2 separate regions of the Sus scrofa genome follow, and region 2 is linked to region 1. A link is a contact called in public Hi-C data. All regions are on one chromosome and are shown on one strand. Each heading gives the region's core, a stretch centred on a gene start, on an enhancer-like site or on the middle of the called end of the contact. The rest is flanking DNA. Distances are from core to core; before and after follow the strand shown.

Region 1 (5,440 bases), core at 1,283-3,782:
CTCATCCTATCTCTCTGAGACTCAGTTTTGGGATCTGTAAAATGGGGTTAATACCACGTCTTTTGCCAAAGCTATTATGAAGAGCCAATGTCACTATGCAGTTGCCAAGCACCTGGAAGGTGTATGAGAGCCTCTGGATAAATAATAGTCATGAATGTGTGTAGCAGAGACAGAGATTCTGCATATGTTTAAATTATCAATTTATAAATAATAGGATGAGAGAGAAAGTAGAAAAGGCAACTCAACCAAGAGTGAGGGGTTTTAAATTCTAGATTCACACAAACTACTTTGTCCCATGCCCATTTTCTGGGAATTTTCTCCCAACCACATTGTTGCAGCAAAAGCAGTCACATTACAAGGTGACCACGCTCCTGGGCTGTGGGTGACTGGTTGGGGGATGGGCCTCTGAACCGGGCTAGGTCAGTGAGCTTATTCCCCGGAATCCTTGGACTTCATCTGCAGAAGTCAAGGAAGCAGCTTGAGAGGGAAAGAGAGAAAAGCATAAAGGAGCAGCAGGAGTAGAGGGAAGAGAAATTGCAGCTGCAGACAGGGCTTGACTCCTTGGTTCTACCCGGTTTTGGGCTGCCAGTGTTTCTGCCCTTGGGCTTTGGGAAGTGTGCCCCTCATATCCCTACAGTAATTATTCTCTTTTGCTTAAACTTCTCTGAGATGAAATTCTGTTAGCTGCAACTAAGGGGCCTATTACAAGTAGCTAGACACAACATCTCTGGACCTCATTTTTCTCATCTGTAAAATGAGCAATGTAAATTGAATTAGTTTGTAAGATCCTTTTGATTTCTGTGATTTTAAGAATGTGTGTGTGTGTGTGTGTGTGTGTGTGTGCATGTGTGTGTGTGAGTGTGTGGTGACAGGAGGGTCTGGGCAATCATCAGATTCCATCTGCTGCCAGATAAATGCTGAATGGACCACGAATGATAAATGGAACCAGAAACTGCAATTTTTGAACAGTAAACACTCTGAGGGCATTGCCAACTGCATATATGACATGGTTACATATGCATTAGAAGCACAGCTTTCAATAACTTCCCTTGGTCACGTCTAAATTCTGGATGTTGATGAGCATAAGTGTAAATGTGGCAAAGAAAGATTTTTAAATTGTCATTCTGGGAAAATAAGGAAATACAGTTGGAAATTGGGAGACACGATGCTCCAAAATGAGGTAATTTCGACACCATTTGATTGTCCCTGACCCATGCTCTGGGACAGCTTTTTTCAAATCATTTCTGAGAGATGAGTGGTGTCCTCATCTTGGAGGCATGAAGGACGGGGGCACTGCAGCTGTCCCTTCAGAAGGGAACACACCAGGTGCAGTATGGCATTCTGACCTCTTGATGATGATTTATGAGCTTTGGGCTTTGATTACCGTGTGCTTGATAGAGATGCAATTTGTCATTGTTTTAGGGAAGGTAGTTCCAAATATTTGAAAAAAATAAAACTCGGCTCTATTTTATTAATGGTTTATTTGAAAGGGATCTCTGTGCTAATCACGTTTGATGGATGACGTTTGTTGCCTTATATCACGGCTGAAAAAGCAGTTGCTATCTTTGTTTTTTAGCTGGAGTTAACTTTTCCCCATTCTAAACTTAAGTATTTTTCATACCACACACAACAAAATGCCATTAATTTACCAACAAACATTTGAGTTCAACCTATAGGGTGGGGCCAGCTGACTCTGGGATAGCACTCTAATCCCACAGGCTGTCTTGCTTAGTGGCTCAGAGCCCAGACTCTGCCACTGCACTGCCTGGGTTCAAATCCTAGCTCTGCTGTTTATTATTTCTGTGACCTTAGAATTACATAATATCTCTGTACCTCAAGTTCTTCCTTCTATTTATTTTTATTTTTTTCTTTTTAGGGCCACAGGTGTGGTATGGAAGTCCCAGGCTAGGGGTCGAATCGGAGCTGCAACTGCTGGCCTGTGCCTGGGATTTGAGCCTTGTCTGTGACCTACACCACAGCTCATGTCAATGCTGGATCCTTAACCCACTGAGCAAGGCCAGGGATCAAACCCATGTCCTAACGGTTAATAATCAGGTTTGTTACTGCTGAACCACAATGGGAACTCTCAAGTTCCTCATGTATATTGAGGATAATAACCTTGATTGAATGGGTAACTACCTGCCAAGCACTTAGAAGTGCCTGGCACCTGGCAAATGCTATGCAAGAGTTTGCTCTGATTATTCTTAATTGGAGACCATGACTTATTTCTTGATTAGAAGAACAGGCTTAAAATTCAAGTCTCCCCCTGCCCCACCCAACCCCACCCAGGCAAGAGATTACCTTAAGCCACACTAAGGTCAAACTTGTTTGATGTCTGAGGCTCTTCTAAGAATGCCTCATGAAGGGAGGCCTGGGGAGTCTAGTGGTGAAAGGAGAGCCCTGAAAAAGAACCACAGGCCATCTCTGTCTGGCAACGTTCCTCTTCCATGGGAGGGGCGCAGGGCAAGTGGAGAGATTGTCTCTTCTTCCGAGTTCCTGCTGCCGACCTCTGGGAGCCACACAAGCCAGGGCTCCCTGTGGAGATGCCCAGTCATAGCTGTGACACTGCTTTCCTCTCACAATAAAGGCGCCATTGTAGAGTGAGTCAAAATAAGTCATCTTTTGACTTTTCACAGTGTGTTGGTAGGAGAACAAGGCTCAAGAGAAAGAAATTACCTGTCATTTTTCATTATCTGGGGTGACCCTCACTTACTACAAAGGACACCATCAAGGCAGCTGTGAGGAGGCAGAGCTTCGGGTCTCAGACCAGCTGGCAGATCAGAAGGGGTGTTTTCTGGCTCGGCAATGCTGACATTAAGTAAATTGTGAGTGCTGGCTCCTGCAGTGATCAGCCTTGCTTTAGGCCACGGGGACTTAGGTTGGGGAAAATGAAGCCTTGATAAGTAGGTTTCACAAACTTAAAGAGATTTTTCTAAGTGGCATTTTCTTCTCCAACAAAGATAACTTGAGAAGCTTTCATATACACCCTCTTGCTGCATCGTTGAGTGACAATTCTCTGTGGGTCTCATAGTTCTGTATATCTTGTGAGCAGAGATCTTAGCTTCCCTTTGTTCTGGACAGTGTTTCTCAGAATGTTGGTGATTAGCCTGAAAGATAATGCCTCCCTCTTGAGCAAAGTACAAGCATGCTTATTGTGCAGTATAGCAAATACTGTATCTGCCTCTAGAGAAAAGGGCAGGCATGCTTCCACTACTCCTTATAAAAGATTCCCTCAGCTCATGGAGTTCCCTGGTGGTGCAGTGGGTTAAGGATCCAGCATTGCCACTGCTGTGGCTCAGGCCATAGCTGTGGCATGGGTTCAATCCCTGGCCTGGGGAGTTCTGCATGCTGCAAGCGTGGCCAAAAAAAAAAAAGAGCCCCTCAGCTCTCTTGAAATGCAATCTACAGTGTGTGTTAGGTGTTACCTTCACTTAACTTCAGAATTGGGAACTGGAGCTTGAGGAACTGGCACAAATGAATGCCATTATTCTGGCTACTGCTACTGCTGTGATTAACGGTCCTTCATCTCTGACCCAGGAGGCTTGTGTCTTCCACCAGCATCCATGAAACTGAGTCTGCTAACTTGTTAGCTTGCAAATAAATGTTCTAATCCTTTATACTTTTTGACATGCACTCTCTCTAGGCTTACATATTGGGGTTGTAGAGAACATCGTAGCATATGAGCAATTCACATAATTGAATGTGGATCTCAATGGCATACATTAGCTGTGTGGATCAAAATCTTTTTTTTTTTTTTTTTTTTTTTTTTTTTTTTTTCCTGCCAGCTTTCTGGTCTATGACACTTTGGAGAGAACTTTTGACTTCTGCTTAAAAATTGAATATCTCTATTAGGGCTAAGATTTATTATGACAACTTAAACTTTATTGTGGCTTTCCTGGGGAAAAAAAAAAAGTCCCTTCCCATCCCCAAGATTTACCCTGGCTTCACCTTTCAGTCTTCTAATAAAGACTCCAACCTCTCCAAGATTCTCTTCCTGGAAGACAGTTCTGTATTTGCTTCATGAATAAATAATTAAATGAGGCCTCTTCAAAGTTTGTCTGAATCCAGATCTCATATGCTTCTGCTATATCATTCTACTTTTCCATAATGAAAAGAGTAACTGCTAATATTTATTGAAGACTTATTCTGGCCAGGCCCTGAAATAAGGGCTTCACGTATATTCTCCTTCCTAATCTTTATAATAACTCCAGGAGGTAGCTTCTTTTGTTATCACTTCCACACTGATGGAAAAACTAAGGCTTAGAAAATCAGCCAGGGTGTACAATGTGTCAGCTAGTAAATAGTAAAAATGCAGTGGAAACTATGTCTGTCTTCGTAACCTTCAGAACACACTGCATCTCAGGGAGGTCCTGGCCAATTTGTCTCCAAATAATATAGTGAAAAAGGAGGTTTTATTGGAATAAATTATATCACCCAGAAATACTCATTTTAGGTTTTCAAAGTGACAAAAAGTTAATTGCAGTGAAGCAAAGATTACATAGTCTTGATTCTCTATTATAAAGAATCAAGAAGAAACAGTTATGTTCCTTGTAACATTTTTGCATTTGTTATTGTGGCATTTGATAATGTTTTAAAATAAGTCTAGAGGTTTTTTTCCTCACCAATGATGAATAATGATTAACTTATTCATCTTGGCTTGGTCAAAGTGGGGCTTTGTTGCTTACATAGTGACGATAATATTAGTACAGAGATAACTTAACCGTAATGTAACCACGGATCTATTACCCTTTATCTATATCAGTGCCAGGTATCTATGACTATCAGATGGCCCATCAGCTAAGAATTATTTTTGTCTCTTTGTTTGCTTACTTGTATAAGCTTTATCTTGCACCGCATTCTCTTGTAATTCCTTTGTTAGATCTCTTAAGTTCTGTCCAGCAAATTGTGCATTATTTGAGCTTTTTTTTTTTTTGTATGCCATAATATTTATGAGCCATTATTCCAGACAAAAAGGAAAGAAAGCCTTATTGAGGTACCTGAGGTACTTCACAGTATTTTAGAGACAGCAGAGTAAAAACAAAAAACAAAAAACAACAAAGTGGGTCAAGTATGGGTCGAAGCTCAGCTCCCCCATTGGAGTAATTTTGGTAACTTTATAAATCCCTATAAGCCTCAGGTTTTTTGGTTTTGTTTGTTTGTTTGTTAAATGGGATAACAGAGCTTTTGTGAAGATTAGAAATAGTACATTTAAGGTAACCAAACCATACTAGATATTCAAGAAATGATCATCATTGTCATTTTAAGGTAATTATTATCACTATTATTACATGTATAACTATTAAGCGGCTAATATGTGCAAGATATTGTTCAAAACACTGTACATGGATTTCATTTCATTTCATCCCAACAATAACCCAAGGCGATAGGTTGTTATTATTTCCCCAGATCACACAATATGTGGCAGTGCTGGGATTTGAGT
Region 2 (5,440 bases), core at 1,051-3,550, 120 kb after region 1:
AAGCCAACGGGAGCTCTGTAGTTCAGTGACCTTCCTCACCTTCCACCTACTGAAAATAAGGCTCTTGCCTCCTCCTGCCCAGACCCTACCATAAAGTCACTTCTTACCAGGTCTAATCAAGGGCTTAGTGATTCTGTCCTAATTTGGGCCTGATTTTCCACCACCCTCACATTTGTAGCCTAAACTCCTACGTTGAACTACTTGTCATTTTCTCTCCTGACTCTTTATATTTGTAGGCACCGCATGCTCTTCCAAGAATGCTCTTTGCAGCCTTTGACCACCTATCAAACCTCTACTCAGCTTTCACAAACTTCAAGTTTACTTTCTCTGCAGCTTTCTGTACTAGCCATGTAGGGTTAGGCATCTTTCCCTTTCCTATGGTTACACGAGTTGCAGAATACTGTTAAAACACGGGCTTGAGTCTCCCTCTGCTGTGGGTCCTTGCGGGCTCCTACTTCTGTTGCACTCCATTTGGTATCCTGAACACTGGCCACAGGGCCTGGCACAGACATGGTGCTCAGCAAATTCTTGATAAATGAACAGTTTTCCTCCTCTCAGTTATGCCCATTCGTCTTCCCTATTTCCACACACTGTCCAGACCAATCGTTCTAAACACAAACTCATCATGATCCCCCCCATTCCTAGAGCTCCCCATCCCCATTCCAAATCCTCCATAACAAGCTTATTTTCCCCTATTTTGTAATCTGTCCCTCCTTCTGCCTGGAATGCCTCCTCTACTTTCCAACACTCTCTAATGACTCCTGCCTCCCTACCCCACCTGCCAGCTCTTTTATACCAGTATAATTGTCAGTCATATTTTTCTTAAAGACTTACCTTACAAGGCATTTCTTCTGTGAAAGTTGCCTTAAAATCTCTCCTTGAAATACAACAAAGTTTGATACTTTTAACCTCTGTGAGATTCCCAACACATTTTGTTGAAATGATTTATTTACTTATGTGTCATATTGTTGTCTTTATTTGAAGAATTCAGCGTGAAGCCTACCACATACCATATGACTAATAATTGTGTCTTGAATGAATATTTGAACAAATGAATAAATCAGTCAAACTGGGTCCCTGGACCATGCAGAGAACAACTGTCCCTTCCTCTTTGGTGGTTTCCTCACAACTCTTGAGGTGCTCCTTGTCTGTGGCACAGAGGTGCAGACCAAGTCACTGGGACATGGCCAATGGAATGTAAGTAGGAAGTGTACGAAACTAGGGAGGAGTGTCCTTAAAGAGGAGCAGAGTGCCCTTCTTCACTGCTTTCTCCTTTCTGCTGGCTCTGTTGTGAATGCATGGATTGCGGTGGGAAGAGCCGTCTTGGAGCATGAGTTGTAAGTCACATGCTGAGCATGGTGGGACAACAAACTGGGGAAGCCTGGGCCTCTGCTGATTGTGGAACTTCCATCGCAGCCCTAGATGATCTTTTAAGACCTTTAAAGAAGGGAGAAATAGAATGCTACACTGCTCAAGCCACTGCTACTTTGGGGTTTCTGCCATTTGCAACCAAACCCAATCCTAATTAAGATATTTACTAAATCATTTCTACTGGCTGAGCCTGAATCAAACATCATGAAAGAATTGGCAAATTGTGTTTTACTTTTCTCTATCTACTGTTCTTCCCTCAGTTTTCTTTTTTGACTTTTTAAACCAGTTTGCAGAGAGGCATGTTAAAGCACCTACATTTAGATAGGCAAGGACATCTCTCATTCTTTGTAAACAGACTTATGTCTTACTCAGTTTGGAATTTCATCTTACTGTGACAGCTGACTTTTAGTTGACAGTGTCTATGCCTCAGCATCACAGAAATACTCAATGGGGGTTGGTCTGTGCTGCCAAAGAGCATTTTATTTTGCTTCTAGTGAAGGAGGCTGCCTCCGTTGTCAGGGAAAGCTCATCTCTGTTTTCCTATTGATCTCAGTGATATTTACCACTCCTTTAAAGTAGGGCCCACAGTTACCTCTCAGCACCTCTCGGTCTGGCTCTTAAGACAGATGCATCCTATGCATTGTAACTTCTTGTTCTTGCTTTTCAGTATTATTAAGATTTTTTTTTTTTTTTTGTCTTGGTTCACTTCTTAACAGGCAGAGGATGGGCAGCAGTTCAGAAAAAGAGAATCACCATCTACTTCATTTGGCAAAGTTCAGCTTACTCTGTAAATTGGGATTTTTGTATTAGAAAAAAAAGCTGAGGAGGTTTTTGATTAAATGGATTTTTCAGGGAGTTTTCCGTGAGGAATCAGCAGCCTGTGGTTACGTTCTGCACCTATTAAAAGATGGAGTTGTAAAACTGATGTGTATGTAATCTCGTTTCAGGTTTCCACGGCAACAGTGGCAGCAATTCAGTGAGTAGCTTTTCCATTCTTTCTTCATGACCTTCAGGCTATAAATTGTTTCAGAGAGGGAAAAAAACAAAACAAAACTGTTTTTCCCTTAAAATATAATATAATTCATTTAGATTCATTCTAATGAGACAGTTATGAGACTAGGAATATTCCCAAGACATGAATCCAGTAAGTAAGTGGTTTTGCTACTAACAAGCTATGTGACCTTGGGCAAGTCAGTTATTCTCTACAAGCCCTGACTTCCTCATCTACAAAGTATGAATAAAAATGTATGTACACTTCAGAAGACTAAAAAGATGCACATGACCTGTTTAGCACGAACCTCAGTTTATGGTAACTATTGGTCATTATTTTGAATGAACATTATAGCCAGCTGGGACACGATTGTAAGGTTTCTTTATGAACGCACCAACATAGTCCTTTTAATATTAGCAGGATTTAGAGAGATGTCTCTTTTATCATCTTGATATATGAAATTTGTGTTTTCTGGGGTTTATCTGTGTCTTTATAGTGAAAGCCCATTATTTGTAAACAGCATGTATCTTTTTTTTTAATCCAGTAAGATAAGCTATCTTTAACTGGAGTGTTTAGTCTCTTTATATCTAATATAATTGTTGATGTGGTTGAGTAGAAATCTGTTTTTTTTGTTTGTTTGTTTTGTTTGCTCTGTTCTTTATTCCTTCTTCCATGCCTTATTTTGGATTAATAAAATATTAGTATTACATTATATCTCCCCTATTGGATTTTTAACTACATTTGTATTCTTAGTTTTTTAGTGGTTGCTCTAGTGATTATAATATTCATCATTATTCCATTTATCTTCCCTAACATCTTTGTCCTATTAATATTGTGTATTTAACTTCTACATATTACATTGTTGTTATTTTGCTTTACACAGCAAATTATCTTTTAAAGAATTTAATTAAAAATGCTCTTTATACCTAGTCACATATTTACTTTCTTTGGTGTGTTATATTCCTTCCTATAAAGCTGGTATCATTTCTGTTCACCTAGAATAATTTTTTTTAGCATTTCTTTTAGTGTGGGTCAGCCAGCAACATGTTGTCTCTGCTTTCATTCATTTAGGAACATCTTCATTTTCTGAAGAATATCTGCCTTGGATATATAAATCTAGCTTAACAGTTGTTTTTTTTTTAAACACTTGCAAGTTTTATTCTTTGGGCTTATGTTGTTTTTTATTCTGAGTGTTGTTCCTCTGTATGTAATACATCTTTTCTTTTCTGGCTTTTTTTTTTTCCTTTGGGCTTTAGCAGTTTGATTACAATGTGGCTTGTTTTGATTTTCTTTGTATTTATCTTCTTGAGGTTCACTAAGCTGATTAGATCTGTTGATTGATGTTTTAATTATATTTGGAATATTTTTTGACCAATATTTGTTCAAATATTTGTATCTGCTGTATTCACTCTTTCCTTCTGAGGCTTTAAATACATTTGTGTTAACCAGCTTGAAACTGGCCCATAAGTCATCGAGGTTCTATTTATTCCTTAAAATTTATTCTTTTTGTGCTTTAGATAAATTCTATGGATTTGCCTTCTAGTTTACTAATCCTTACTTGTTGATGGTGTAATATGTTTTAAAACCCATCGAATGAATATATGTAATGACATCAGCTTTATAGAGAAACAATTAACATACATTAAAATTTACCAATTTTAAGTGTACGAGTCTGAGTTTTAACAAATATATACAGACATCATCACAATGAGGATATAGAACATTTCTATCACCCTAAATGTTCTCTCTTGTCCTTTTGCAATCAGTTCCCTCCTATACCTAATACTCCTGATAACTACTGACGTATTTATGTCTCTACAGTTTTGCCTTAAAAAATCGGTAATATCATATAATTGGAATTAAGCAGAAAGGAATCATTTGTGTTTGGCTTCTTTCAGTTAGCATAGAGCTTTTGGGATTCATCTATGTACTGGCATCTGTCAAAATTACAGCTGAGTAATACATAGGTAAATGAGTATGAACATGCCACAATTTATCCATTCACCATTTGATGGATGTTTGTTTTCCAGTTTGGTCCCTATAATTTCCTCATAGCTAGAGAGTAGGTATCATTGTCGCATTTTCAAAAATGTAAGTCATTTTATTGGGTTTGTGGTAGACTTTCATTGTGATTTTAATTGACATTTCCTTGATGATTAATGATGTTGAACATCTCATATACTTTTTTGGGGGTCATTCTTGTATCATCTTTGCTAGAATTTATATTCAAGTCTTTTGACTCTTTTTAAAAATTCATACATTGTAAGATTTATTTATGTATTCTAAATAGGAGCCCTTTTATCATGTATCTTTTTGAGTCATGTTTTTTGTGTGGGGTGTTAGAGAGTGTTCTAATTTCATTCTTTTACGTGTAGCTGCCCAGTTTTTCCAGCACCACCCATTGAAGGGGCTGTCTTTCTCCATCATATATTCTTGCCTTCTTTGTCATAGATTAGTTGACCATAGGTGTGTGGGTTTATGTCTGGGCTTCCTATCATCTTCTGTTGATCTGTATTTCTTTTTATGTGCTAGTAACATACTGCCTTGGTGGCTGTAGCTTTGTAGTATAGTCTTAAATCAGGGAACCTGATTCCTCCAGCTCCATTTTTCTTTCTCAAGACTGTTTTGACTATTTGGTGTCTTTTGTATTTCCAAACAAATTTTTAAAATATTTTGTTCTAGTTCTGTGAAAAATGCCATTGGTAATTTGATAGTGATTGCATTGAACCTGTAGATTGCCTCGGGTAGTACAGACATTTTGACAATATTGATTCTTCCAATCCAAGAGCATGGTATTTCTTTCCATCTGTTTGTGTCATCTTTGATTTATTTCAACTGCATCTTATAGCTATCAGAGTATAGTCTTCCATCTTATTAAGCAGGGAAACCATCCCATTTACCATCGCATCAAAAAGAATAAAATACCTAGGAATAAACCTCCCTAAAGAGACAAAGGACCTCTACCCTGAAAACTATAAGACACTGATGAGAGAAATCAAAGATGACACAAACGGATGGAAAGATATACCATGTTCTTGGACTGGAAGAACCAACATTGTCAAAATGACCATATACTTT

What was found. A called contact is a pair of places that touch in the nucleus more often than the background predicts.
Region 2: a Hi-C map of fetal skeletal muscle shows a contact between it and region 1, with 1.6 times the contacts expected there. The contact joins two enhancer-like sites. A contact is called at or near these places in 2 of 47 Hi-C or Micro-C datasets (embryonic fibroblasts and fetal skeletal muscle) and 1 of 2 datasets of contacts at active chromatin or transcription factors (skeletal muscle).

What each region holds. Positions count from the first base shown.
Region 1 is chr1:187,905,514-187,910,953 of Sscrofa11.1, forward strand. The region is part of intron 1 of LOC106509123 (a long non-coding RNA gene); the gene reads left to right. Among named protein-coding and RNA genes, the nearest start is that of DACT1, 190 kb to the left of the region's middle. Within about 2 kb of position 2,533, at least 4 of the 83 cell types and tissues checked have an H3K27ac peak or open chromatin away from gene starts, as enhancers often do. A contact at or near this core is called in fetal skeletal muscle, where this site is marked.
Region 2 is chr1:188,025,516-188,030,955 of Sscrofa11.1, forward strand. LOC106509123 (a long non-coding RNA gene) reads left to right here. Exons shown (of 4, transcript XR_002347107.1): 3 at 2,319-2,347. Among named protein-coding and RNA genes, the nearest start is that of DAAM1, 310 kb to the right of the region's middle. Within about 2 kb of position 2,301, at least 2 of the 83 cell types and tissues checked have an H3K27ac peak or open chromatin away from gene starts, as enhancers often do. A contact at or near this core is called in fetal skeletal muscle, where this site is marked.